Regions from separate parts of the Neogale vison genome. Here region 2 is linked to region 1. A link is a contact called in public Hi-C data. All regions are on one chromosome and are shown on one strand. Each heading gives the region's core, a stretch centred on a gene start, on an enhancer-like site or on the middle of the called end of the contact. The rest is flanking DNA. Distances are from core to core; before and after follow the strand shown. Region 1 holds the start of GPATCH8 (G patch domain-containing protein 8). Region 2 holds the start of ATXN7L3 (ataxin-7-like protein 3).

Region 1 (5,968 bases), core at 1,574-4,073:
GATTGGGGGGAGTGAGAGAGGGAGAAACAGGCTTCCTGCTGAGCATGCAGCCTGAACTTGGGCCCGATCCTAGGACCTTGGGGTCATGATCTGAGCCAAAGGCAGACGCTAAGGACAGCCATCCTGGCGCCCCCCCAAAGTTACTTCTTAATCTCTGAATATTCTTTTCTCTTTTTTGGCATCCGATGCTTCCTGTTGTCCTTATTTCCTGAGGTAATCTCCTATCTCTGTGGATATTGATTATAATTCTTTTGATGGCTTCTTCTATTATTTCCATTATTTCTGGTTCCTCTGAATTCCACTTGCTGTTTTTTAATTTTGTTTTGCTTTGTTTTGGGGTGGGGTGTTTCTGTCTCACAGGTTTCTACCAATGTCTGGTTATTTTTGGCATACATTCATACATAAGAGCTGAGTGGAAGCTGTGTGTGGTTAGGGCTTCTGGAATGACGGACTTTTCTGTGGGATATCTGGACTGGAACATGACCTTTGTAAGTTGGGGAGACTCCAGTCCTATTTTTGGTATGTGTAGGTTTTTTCCCACTGAGCCGGAAGAAGCCTGCCTCCAACCAGAATGTTAGCTTTTACCAAACCTTCCCATTTACAGCATGGTATCTATTTCCTTATCTGTGCCAGATACATTAAAAGAGTCTCTTTGTTTAGTCTTTTCAGAGGAGAACCCTCCAGTTTACTACCTGGGTGGGAAAAGGGGTTTAGCGTTTTACTGCTCTCTAAAGTGCCTTGTAACAAGTCCTGTTTTCAACCTCCATCTACTTCTTCATCTTGATACCTAGTGATTCCAATTCCTGAATTTTTGTGGTACACCTTAGCCTCAGTCAACTTGTTTCCCAGCTTTCCCACTCTAGGACGTTGTTTTCTCTATTCTACTAAAGTCATTTCCATTTATCTGTGCTCTCCAGGTTCCAAGATGTTCTTCTTTTTTTTTTTTTTTCCTTTCCTTCCTTCTTTCTTTTTTTTTTTTTAAGATTTTATTTGTTTATTTGACAGAGATCACAAGTAGACAGAGAGGCAGGCAGAGAGAGAGAGGGAAGCAGGCTCCCTGCTGCGCAGAGAGCCTGATGCGGGACTCGATCCCAGGACCCTGAGATCATGACCTGAGCCGAAGGCAGCGGCTTAACCCACTGAGCCACCCAGGCGCCCCTCTTTTTTTTTTTTTTTTTTAAGATTTTATTTATCCATTGGACAGACAGAGATCACCAGGCAGAGAGGCAGGCAGAAAGAGGAGGAAGCAGGCTCCCCGCTGAGCAGAGAGCCCAATGCCGGGCTCAATTCCAGGACCCCCTCCAACAGCCCAGGCCCCCTCAAGTTGTTTTTTTTTTTTTTTTTAAGATTTTATTTTTATTTATTTATTTTTAAAATATTTTATTTATTTATTTGCCAGAGATAGAGGCAGAGAGCACCAGCAGGGGGAATGCAGAAGAGAGAGAGAAGGAGACTCCTGGCCAGGCAGGGAGCCTGATGGGGGCTTGATCCCAGGCCCCAGAGGGATCATGACCTGAGCAGAAGTCAGGCCCTCAACGAACTGAACCACCCAGGTGTTCACCCTTCTCATCCTTTTACTGTCATCTTAGTAGGGCTGAGAGAGGGAGAGGAGGTAAATGCCTCATGTGTATCCATGTTGATTCAATCTGCCACATATACCCTCAATCTCTTTACAATGTTTACAGTCTGTGTTCTTCCTCTCAGAGTTCTTTCCACTGCTTACAATTGTATTCTGCTTGGACTGGGGTTTGATGAGGCAGAGGGTAACAAAGGAATAGAAGATACACATCCTTCCCAAAATTTACATTCCACTTGACTGTCTCAGGGTAGCATAAGGGCTATTTTCCATTTTGTGATTTCTGTCAACTACTCTCTTCAAAAGCAGGGAAGTCCTCATACCCCCTCCTACCTGTTTTATATATTTTGGCTGAGGGAGCGGGAGGGCTGGGTGGGGTCCACAGGAAAACCATAGGATGGAAAAGTCTGAATCATAACCCACAGTCATTGATGGGTCTGTGGCAGTAGAGATTATTACATTCAATTTCCTTATTTTATAAAAGGAAACTGAAAGCCAGAGAGCTTTAGTTGATTTGGATCAACTTCGGTCTCTTGAAAAAATACTCTAATAATATCCTAAAAATGGAAACTCTTAGCAGTCGAGGGGCGTGTGAGTCTAAAGTTCCCTTTGCTTGAAAGCTGCAGGGATGTGTGTGTGGGGAGCCTTGCCCCTTGCTTTTCCTCAAAGGCCAAAGGTCATTTCAGAGGTCTCATAACTGTGCTGTTTTATTTTTCCTAACACTCATAATTATTTTTACTATGTATCTGACATCCCCCCGCCGGAACGTAAGCCTCATGAGAAAAGGGGTCTTTCTGTCTCGTTTGCCATTTAATCCTCAGAGCAAACTGGGAATCGAAGTAGTCTGGCTCCAAAACCCGCGCTTTCAACCACTGCATTATATTGCTATTCAGTGAATAAAGCAGAGAATGGACTTCTGCACACACACGGAGATGAGAGGGCAAGAAAATACACCCTAGTCGGGGAAACCAGCAGGTGGAAAACATCCCGACGTAAGCGTATTGCGCCCTTGTAACCTTTCTCTCCGGAAGCACTTGGCGCTCTCCGGCGCGAGTGCGCACGCGCTGCCGTCGGGGTCGCTCTGGGCCGCGAGCGGAGAGGGGATTTAAGGGAAGGTTCCGCCTCCAGGGCTGAAAGGCGCTTGCGCCGACGGGACTCCCTTCCAGACGCGCTTTCTTGCTTCCTCCCTCCCTCGCCTGCGCGCGCCGGGTGGGCGTGGGAGGAGGCGGGGAATTGGGGAGGGGAGCGAGGGGGCGGGTGTCGCGGGAGGGAAGGAGCGAACCGGAGAGCGTCGTCCTGAGAGGAGTGAAGGCGGCAAAATGGCGGACCGCTTCTCCCGCTTCAACGAGGATCGAGACTTTCAGGTAAACACGGGCGTCGCCGAGAATCCGGGAAGGCGCTGGCGGAGCCGGGACGTCCTCATTCCCCGCTCCTAGTTCTTTTCCTTCCAAGCTCTGCTCCGGCTTACGAACTGGCTTGCTCTTCTCCCGCCTCCAATTCCTCCAGGGGCCTCCCAGCTTGAGGCGAGGCCGCATCTCCGCTCACCTCGTATTCTCTTACCAGTTAAGCTCAGGCCGCCGGGTTTGCAGCTTCGGCCTGCTCGGGCGGGTTTCGGAAGCCTGGTTGGGCCGCAGACTGGGGACGGTGCTCCCCTCGGGTGCGCCGGGCCTGTGAAGGCGCCGGGCGGGCTCCCGGGGGGAAAAGAGGGATGGGTTGGGAGGGCTTCGGGCGGGTGTTGCTGAGACCAGGGCTTCCGAATTTCTGGGATTTGCTCGCACGGCTCTTCTTCGGGTCGTCCTTCGTCTATCCTCAGTGTGATAAACCCCTTTCATTGTGTGCTTTCCATTTCTTCCCATGGTAAAAGGATCCTTGAGTTATCGGCCGCCTCCTTGGTTGGTCAAACATTGAGATTTCTCTAGGCGTAAATGTTGCTGTTATTAGGCCGTTCATCATGCTTGGAAAAGAGTAAGTTACAGGACTGTGGTCGCTGTAAGCTTAGCTCCAAATCCTCCCTCGAAAGATTTTAAGAAGCGTTAATGATAAGGGACTTCCTTAGCGCGTGAGAACTAGCTCCAGAATCTCCTTTTTTTCTTTCTTTAGTTGCAAATGCTGTATGGAAAAATGTCCTTGTGATGACAGGTTATTATCGAGGGAAAAATAAAGGCCAAATTAGAATAACGCGTCTTTCAGTTGTTTTAAAATACCTTCCTGTTGAGCATTGTTATCGCAGAAATCTCGGCGACTAAAAGGGATTTAGTAGAGATTGGCTGTTTCTAGGGTAAAATACATCCTCAGAGTCCCTAAGAAACCACTGCATTACTACCGCATATCCTGGCAACAGCAATTTGGGTCAGGAGAATGAACATCAGAACTCAAGTTTTTATCCCGCTGCAGATCTTCCTCCATGGGATACTCTAGATACGTTTCAGAAGGCAGTTTGAAGGGTTTGCGTTCCCTGAGATGATGGAGTTGGTAAATAAACAGACAAAGCAGTTAAACAACAACAGTCTAGTGCATGGAACGCTTGTGATAAGTTTTGCAGCAGTAAGGGATCAAGGGGCTGTTGAAAACCTTGTGATCATGCGCCTGCTGTCTAACTGCAGCACAATACAGGATCTCAACGTGTTTAAGAATATAGTGCAGGTGCAGGGAAGTTGAAGCAGTTCTTATATAGCCATTTGATCCCTGAGATTTTTTTTTTTTTTTTAAAGCTCCTACGTGAGTAGGCTACAAGATGTGTGGGCTTTTATTGGTAATTTTTAAAGAGACCTGTTAATTAAAATCTCAAGTGCTTTTCAGAGGAGAAAATTTCAAGGTGACCTAATAAAATTGAAAATAAATAACATGGACAATTAAGTGATGAGGGAAAATGGTTGTCAACCACAGAATTTCAGCCGACTTAAACAGATTTGCAGGGCCTTGAAAGAATTTGACACCTGAATAGCAGATTGTGAATGCTGTCACCTGAAAAAATTGAGAAAGCCTCTGCCTTTTCTAGTAAGGTGACTTTCTCTTCTGATGTTCTAGCTGGGTTTATCTGAAACCTGATGGGTAGTTCTATGAAGATAGTATGTGTATTTTAAGTTTCTTTCCTGCTTGTATGTTGGAATAACCCAACTCCTGCAGCTAGGAAAATGTTGGTTTTCTAAAATTCAGATCTCCTAATATGGGTAGAATAGGGTACTGGGAATGAAAACCTTTTAGACAACTAAAAGATGTTAAAACTTTTGTAAATTATTGTACTAACATTTCTATTTCTTTCTTTTCTTTTTTTTTTTAAAGATTTATTTACTTATTTGACAGAGACACAGTGAGAGAGTGAACATAAGCAGGGGAGTAGGAGAGGGAGAAGCAGACTTTTGCTGAGCAGGGAACCCAAGGTGGGGCTCGATCCCAGGACCCTGAGATCATGACCTGAGCTGAAGGCAGAGCCACCCAGGCGCCCCTAACATTTCTGTTTCTTTTTATTAAATTTTATTTATTTATTTGATAGAGACACACAGTGACAGAGATAGCAAGAGAGCAAAGCAGGGAAAGGGGGAGCCCGATGTGGGGCTCGATCCCAGGATGCCTGGATCCTGACCTGAGCCAAAGGCAGATGCTTAACCGACTAAGCCACCCAGATGCCCCTGTGCTAACATTTCTTTTCTTTTTTTTAAAAAGATTTTATTTATTTATTTGACAGACAGAGATCACAAGTAGGCAGAGAGGCAGGCAGAGAGTGAGAGGAGGAAGCAGGCTCCCTGCTGAGCAGAGAGCCCGATGCTGCGCTCCATCCCAGGACCCTGGGATCACGACCTGAGCGAAGGCAGAGGCTTTAACCCACTGAGCCACCCCGGCGCCGCTGTACTAACATTTCTAAAAAGTATCCATTCAAAATAGTCAACTACAATAAATTAAAAAAAAAAAAACCTTAAAGTAGTATTTCTTCGGGATGTTTTAATAAGAAAAAATACTGATTTTCATTAATGATATCCTTCAATTTATAGTTATTAGGGAGAAAATGTAAGAGCATGCTCCTGTATATAGTACATCTAAAACATTTTAAGGTTGGATTATTAAAATTAAATGTGGCCTCCTTTTAAGATTTTGAGTGATAAACGAGGTGAAACCATTGAGTACATTTGAAAACAAATCCAAAGTAGGTTCCGAACAGTGCATGGATCCTGTTGCTTTTAAAAAGATCTTCTTACAGCACTAGAAATTTTTCTGTGTATCTTCTCCAGTAAGTTCTAGATGACTGTCATTTTTTGGCTTTAAATTGGCAAGATAACTAAAAATGATAAAATTTCACTCTTTGCCAATTTACCATCACTTGCAAATTTTGGAGAGTTTGTGGTATCTTGAACTTAGTATAGAGTCAGAGGTGGATTCACTTATTTGGGAACACCT
Region 2 (6,310 bases), core at 2,463-4,962, 270 kb after region 1:
TACACACAGCTGGTTTTCTCATCCTTCAGGTTTCAGCTCAAATGTCACCTCACAGACAGGCCTTCCCTAACAACTCTTTCTAATGAGGCCTCCTCCTACATCTTTGTTTCTGTATTTTTTTACTTGTTTGCTGTCTACCTCCTTGAGTAGAAGACACCTTATCTGTCTACTACAGCAATCCCAGCACCTAAATTGCCTGGTATACATTTGACACTCAAGAAACGTTTGTTGAATAAGTGAATAAGTATGGCTTACAAGGTCCTGGGGCATCCGTTGCCCATGCTGGCCTCTGCACGAACCCAGCTCTACTAACTCTCCATGTCTCAAAACACACCGCAGTCTCTTCCAGGGCCTCGTTCTGTCTATACACATAACCATTCCCTCTGCCTTGAATGTTCCTTTTCACCTCATTGCTTAGTTAATTCAGGGCTCCCTTGAAAAGATCACTTCTTCTGGGGTGGGTTGGGGGCTGGTCTTCTCTGACCTCTTGACAAAAAGATCATGCTATTTGTTTCTTCAGCAGTCTGGATGCCTTCACAGTTGGTCTTGTTTCATCCACATCAGGCTTTGCTGGGGTGTAAACTCCAGTAGGACAAGGTCTGTGTGTCTCTCTGGCTCGTTGCTGAAACCCCAGGGCCTCACCCAGAGCCCAGACCAGCACAGTCCTTAGTGTTTATTGACTGACTGATGCTAACTGTGGACACTGGGCAGGTTCCCAAAGAGGCCATCACCGCAGAAGCAGCCCAGGCCGAAGGCCGGATGAATAGAACAATCCACTTGTAAAGGAGTTTGGTGTGAGGATGGCCATGGGTAGGAAGAATTTAGGTAAACAGAGAGGAGACAGGAAGGCTTCCTGCACATGTGTCAATCCCTCAGGGCAGATATACTGGGTGTATTTAAAGACTGAGAAACAGAGCAGCATCATCAGAGTTGAGAATTCCTGATTCACATACTGGAGTTTCCTGAAGGCCTGGCCTCTCACTTCAGTGACCTTCAGAGAGTCTCCACTAGCTGGTCCCACAGTACCTACAACATACACCAAACTGAACTTGTTCTTCTTATATCCTCATATCTCCTCCTCTGAGGTCCCCATCTTGGTTAAAGGTATTTTCAGGGTTTCTTTGTCCTTTACCTCACAAGCCTTGATTGGTAACAAAAATCTACAGACTCGGGGCGCCTGGGTGGCTCAGTTGGTTAAGCACCTACCTTCGGCTCAGGTCATGATGCCAGGGTCCTGGGATTGAGCCCCACATCGGACTCCCTGCTCAGCAGGAACTTGCTTCTTCCTCTCCTTCTGTCACTCCCCCTGCTTGTACTCTCCCCACCCCCACCCCGGACCTCAAATGAATGAATGAATGAATGAAATCTACAGACTCAGCATGCTAGAATGATCTACTTAAAATTCAAGACTGATCAAATGGTTCCTCTTGAGGACTCCTCATGGCCTTTAGGTCTAAAGCCCTTATTACTCAGCACATCTTTAGTCCTGCATGGTCTGACCTGCTCACCTGCTGCTTCCCCACCCGCTCCTATGTTCCAGCCAGGGCCCCAAACTGAAGCATACTCCTGAAGCTTACTGTCTGGGATTGTAGCACCTTCCTGGTCTGCCTTGAACTGGTTCATCTCCCACTACAAGAAGCTGTTACTGACCAACTCTCTTACATCATTTTATCTGTTGTCCTGGCCACCCCATCCCCTGTGCATCTCTCTTGTGTTTTTTGTTTTTGTTTTTTTAAGATTTTGCTTATTTGAGAGCGAGCAAGCAGGAGAGGGGGAAGGGCAGAGGGAGAAGCAGACTCCCCACTTAGCAGGGAGGTAGACAGGTCTCAATCCCAGGACCCCAGGATCATGACCTGAGCCTAAGTCAGACGCTTAACTGACTGAGCCACCCAGGAGCCCTCTCTCTCATTTTTAACACAGTGTTTGGCAATTATTTTCCTACAGTTCTGTCTACCAGACAAATTTGTGAACTTCTTGAGGAAGCACAACTGTCTTATTTCATCTTTGCATCCTAGCACAGGGCACTGTTAAGAATTCTTAGAGCACTTACGAATAACAGCTAAAATTTATAAACCACTTACACTGAGCTAAGAGTTTCACATGCACTGACTTGTCAGTCCTTACAACAACCTAATGAGATACGTACTATCATTATACCCGGTGACAACAGAGTAAACTGAGGCAACAGAGAGCTCACTTGCCCAAGTTTATTTGCCAGGTCTGCATATTTAAATTCAAATTTGATTCCTGGTCTTAACCACTTAGGACCATTGCCACAATATATGTTTGCTTAAGACCAAAAGCCAAGAATGATCCCCAAGTGTAATATTTAAGACTTCCCTCCTTTAACCCCCTCTACTAGGGCAAGAGGGCTGTCAGACCCCCGTTCCAACACACCAGACCCAGAGAATAACCGAAATAGAAGCGCCAGTCTGGGCATCGCTTGCGGCCTTTTCCTCCAGAAGGTAAAGGGGGACCGTGAGAGCGCGCGGATATGGGCACACCCAGGGGGGTGGCGCAGGGTCGGGGGAAGGGTCTGGCCAGTGCCAGGCAGACTGTCCGAGAGGTGGGGGGTCCAGCGTGGGTTCCGGAAGCAGGAAAGCCAAGCAGGTGTGGGATCTAAATTAGTCTGAGCGCCAGGAGGGCGCTCGGCTCAGAAGGGCACAGCTCGGCCTCCGCCCTCAGCAGAGGACCCTCATCTCGGGCGTTCGTTGGCTCGCAGGCCTGGAGTGGGCTGAGACCCGCCCAGAAACAGGGGAACGGAGGCTCGGACGAGCCCCTTTGGCTCCATAGGTTTTCTGCCCTGAGGTGCTAACAGATCCCCACTTCAACTCCGGCCTCTTCAGAGAAGTGGCTGCACGCTACGGGGTAAATGCCGGAGTGGGGGCGCCGGGGGCGGGGGCGGAGTTGGGGGGTGGGGGAGAAGAGCCGGGAGCCCCGAGGGAAGGGCGGGGGATCCTGGGCCGGAAGGCGTCCCAGGCTCGGCTGGGAGCCGGCGCTCTCTTTCGACGCCACCCGCTGCCCCCGCCCCGGAGCCGGCCGGGACGGCACAACGTCTCCGCCCCCAGCGCACCGCGCACCTCACCTTGAACGTCGCTCCACCCACCGCTATCCTATTGGACCGGCCGGACCGAGGCGAGATGGCGATTGGCCGAGGTGGCTCCCGAAAGCCCCGCCCATCTCCCCGCCCCCGTCCCCGTCCGCCGGTACTTTGGACGGCGGCGTGGCGCCCCTCCTCCCCGCCCGGTCCCCGCCCCCTGGAGCAAATGCTGCCGAGCTGCGGCCGCGGGGCAGATGCACGCGCTCGGGCCCTTCTAGCAGGCGCGAGCAGTCGCTGGGCGCGCGAAAGCGAAAGAAGGAAGAGGAAGGGAGGGCGGGGGCGGGGTGTTGAAGAGGGGCGGGAGGAGGAAGAGGAGGAGGTTGGAGCGCGCTCGCGCTTGGCCTCGCGCCCGCGCGGAGGGAGGGGGAGAGGGGCGCGCGCGCGCACGCTCGCGTTCTCGCTCGCTCCATCCATCCATCCTCCGGTCGCGGCACGCGCGCGCGCTCCGGGCTCGCGCCGCACCCCCCGCCCGGGAGAGGCGGGCTGGAGTGGGGGGCGGGGGGAGGGGCGCGCGGACGGCGCGCGGACTGCGCGCGGGCGGGGTGAGGTGAGGAGGAGGAGGCGGCGACGGGACGAGAAGGGAGGGGAAGGGGCCATGGCCGCCCGGTGAGGCGGCGAGGCGGGGGGGCGGCCCGACCCCCCGGCCCCGGGCCCTGGGCCCCGGGGAGAGGCGAGGACGGACCGACGGACATGGGGCTCCGGAGCAGCCGCCGCCGCCGCCGCCGCCGGAGGACGCGGCCCTGAGAGGCCGCCGGGCCCCGGCGCGGCCCCCCGGGCGGGGTGAGTACGGGACGGAGACGGGGACGGGGGAGGGGCCTGCGGGGGGCGGGGGGCGGGGCCCGAGGCGGGGCTTGGGCCCCCTCCCCCCAGGTCTGGGTCAGCGCCCCTTCCCCTCCCCCCGGGCCGACGCGGAAACGCCCGGCTTCCCCCGGCTTCCCGGCCCGGCCGGGGCCCCCAGCTCTCCCCCTGTCTGGGTCCCCCCTGGGCGGGGCAGGGCCGGCCGGGGAGGGGGCGCGGGGCCTTTGTTAGGGAGCCAGGCCCCAGCCCCCGGGACAATAGAGACACCCTCCCGGACTCCTCTCCCTGGCCGGCTGGGGCTGTCGGCGGGCGGGGAAGGAGAGGGGCCGGGACGCGTCCCACTCTGCCCACTCTCTAGGGGTCGGACTGTCCCGGACCGGCGCCGGCCTCGGGCGGCTCGGCTCTCCTCCCCCCAGTCGGTATGATGCAGCAGCAGTGCCGCAGGGACGGGGGAAGAGCCGAGGCCCGGCCTCCTACCCTCCCCAGTGCCCCTGGCTCATTTGTCAGTCCCCACCCCACTCTAGGCCGGCAGCTCCTTAAACTCGTACCCACCGTTCAGAGGGGCCCCGGACTGTGGGCGCTGTTTCTGATTCCTTTGGTGGGGATTCCTGGACTTTGGGGCTCTTGGAGAGACTTCCGGGCTGGTCCTGAGGGAGGGAGGGTGGTTATCTAAAAGAAGAACAGGTAAGGGGAGTGCCCACTCCCGGCATGCCATCCCAGGCGGGCTCTACCCCCTCTTCTTGATCATGGTGGCTGGAAAGGCTCCTTCAGCTCTCGGTTTCTGTGGGCTCTGTTCCCCTGCTGTAGTCACAGGCTTATTTCAAGGGAAGACAGAGTGGGGTGAAGGTTGTAGGGTTCTAGGGCCATTCCTACTTCTGGTAGCAGTACCCCCCCAAGTGGACATCCTGGCTGAAAGCAGAGGTGACTCTGAGGAGAGCCTAGGGAAGGGGGGGGTGCATTTAGGAGTCTGTGCAGTTCTTTGCCACACCCTGTGGGTTTGCTTTGAGGCCTTAGAGTTCCTTCTCCTCCCCCTGCTGCATTGCACCATGGGTATGGAAGAGGGGTTTGAGTTTGGGGGACCTGGGGTGAGCTGCTGCCTCCCATAGACCCAGACTTTGTCTGGTAGCAGAGTCCAGGGCCCGAGTTCAGCCCTGGGAAGGACTAGGCCGCCTTGGGGTTTCAGGCCCTGAAGGACCATCCAGACTCAGTGAGCCTGGGCCTTGGGGAGGGGTAGATCCTGATGCCAGGATTAGGCTCTGGGCAGCGAGGTGCAGAGGGGAGGTGGCGGTCTTCAGAGGTGCCTTGGCCTCACACCAGAACCCCCCACCCCCGTGTGTGCAGCCGTGTTGCCGCCCGCTGTGCTATGAGCAGTCAGAGCGCCGTCTCCACAAGAGTTTACAAATGAAAATGGAGGAAATGTCTTTGTCTGGCCTGGATAACAGCAAACTAGAGGTGAGGGCTGCCCCACGCGTGCCTCTAGTTCTTTCTCTGGGCGTCTCTACGCCGCTGTATCTGGCATTCACACCAAAGAGGAATTGGGGTAGTCAGCCTGGTTCCTTAAAGGGAATAGCCAGCCGAGAAGGCCCAAAGATCCGGAAGAAGAAAGGACGCGAAGTCAAGATGGGGAAAATGGCAGAAGAAAGCATGATTTGGGGCCAGGGCGAATGGGTAGATGTGGTTGGTGAGAGTTGCTCTCAGTCCAGGGGACTGTGACTCTTCCTGACCGCGGACGTTCTCCCCTGGGCCCAGGCCATCGCTCAGGAGATATACGCGGACCTGGTTGAGGATTCTTGTTTGGGATTCTGCTTCGAGGTGCACCGGGCTGTCAAGTGTGGCTACTTCTTCCTGGACGACACGGACCCTGATAGCATGAAGGATTTTGGTGAGCTTCAGGGTTGAAGGAGAGCTGTCCAGCCCCTGCCCCCCGGGGATCCTTGGAAGTCCCTTCTTTGGCAGCTGGACCAGATGTAGCCCCTAGAGCTGCTGCAAGCTTCGGTGGTAGAGGGAGTGGGGGTGGTTTCAAAAGGCCACGGGGCCATGGGCAGGAAACAAGAGGTCCCCCGCCTGCCCTGATCGCCACGCCTCTCCTGTCCCCAGAGATCGTGGACCAGCCGGGGTTGGACATCTTTGGACAGGTTTTCAACCAGTGGAAGAGCAAGGAGTGTGTCTGCCCCAACTGCAGTCGCAGTATCGCTGCCTCCCGCTTCGCTCCCCATCTGGAGAAGTGCCTGGGGATGGGCCGGAACAGCAGCCGCATCGCCAACCGCCGGTGAGGACCCAAAGCTGCGAGGCTCCTCTCTCTCATGCCATGTTCCAAGGCGTAGTCCCCCTCCCCCTGGGGCCTTGGTAGGGCTCAGGCGTGGCACATGCTTGGCCTCGGCGGCCAGTGGCAGGGAGAGGTGGCCGCCTTGA

The links. A called contact is a pair of places that touch in the nucleus more often than the background predicts.
Region 2: a Hi-C map of fibroblasts shows a contact between it and region 1, with 8 times the contacts expected there. The contact joins the promoter of ATXN7L3 here to the promoter of GPATCH8 in region 1. A contact is called at or near these places in 2 of 3 Hi-C or Micro-C datasets (fibroblasts and muscle).

The regions. Positions count from the first base shown.
Region 1 is chr5:18,419,176-18,425,143 of ASM_NN_V1, forward strand. It overlaps GPATCH8 (G patch domain-containing protein 8), which reads left to right and starts at 2,824. Exons shown (of 8, transcript XM_044247769.1): 1 at 2,824-2,940. The coding sequence starts at 2,896.
Region 2 is chr5:18,687,577-18,693,886 of ASM_NN_V1, forward strand. ATXN7L3 (ataxin-7-like protein 3) reads left to right here and starts at 3,713. Exons shown (of 13, transcript XM_044247794.1): 1 at 3,713-3,880; 2 at 5,240-5,350; 3 at 5,648-5,780; 4 at 5,996-6,167. The coding sequence starts at 5,300.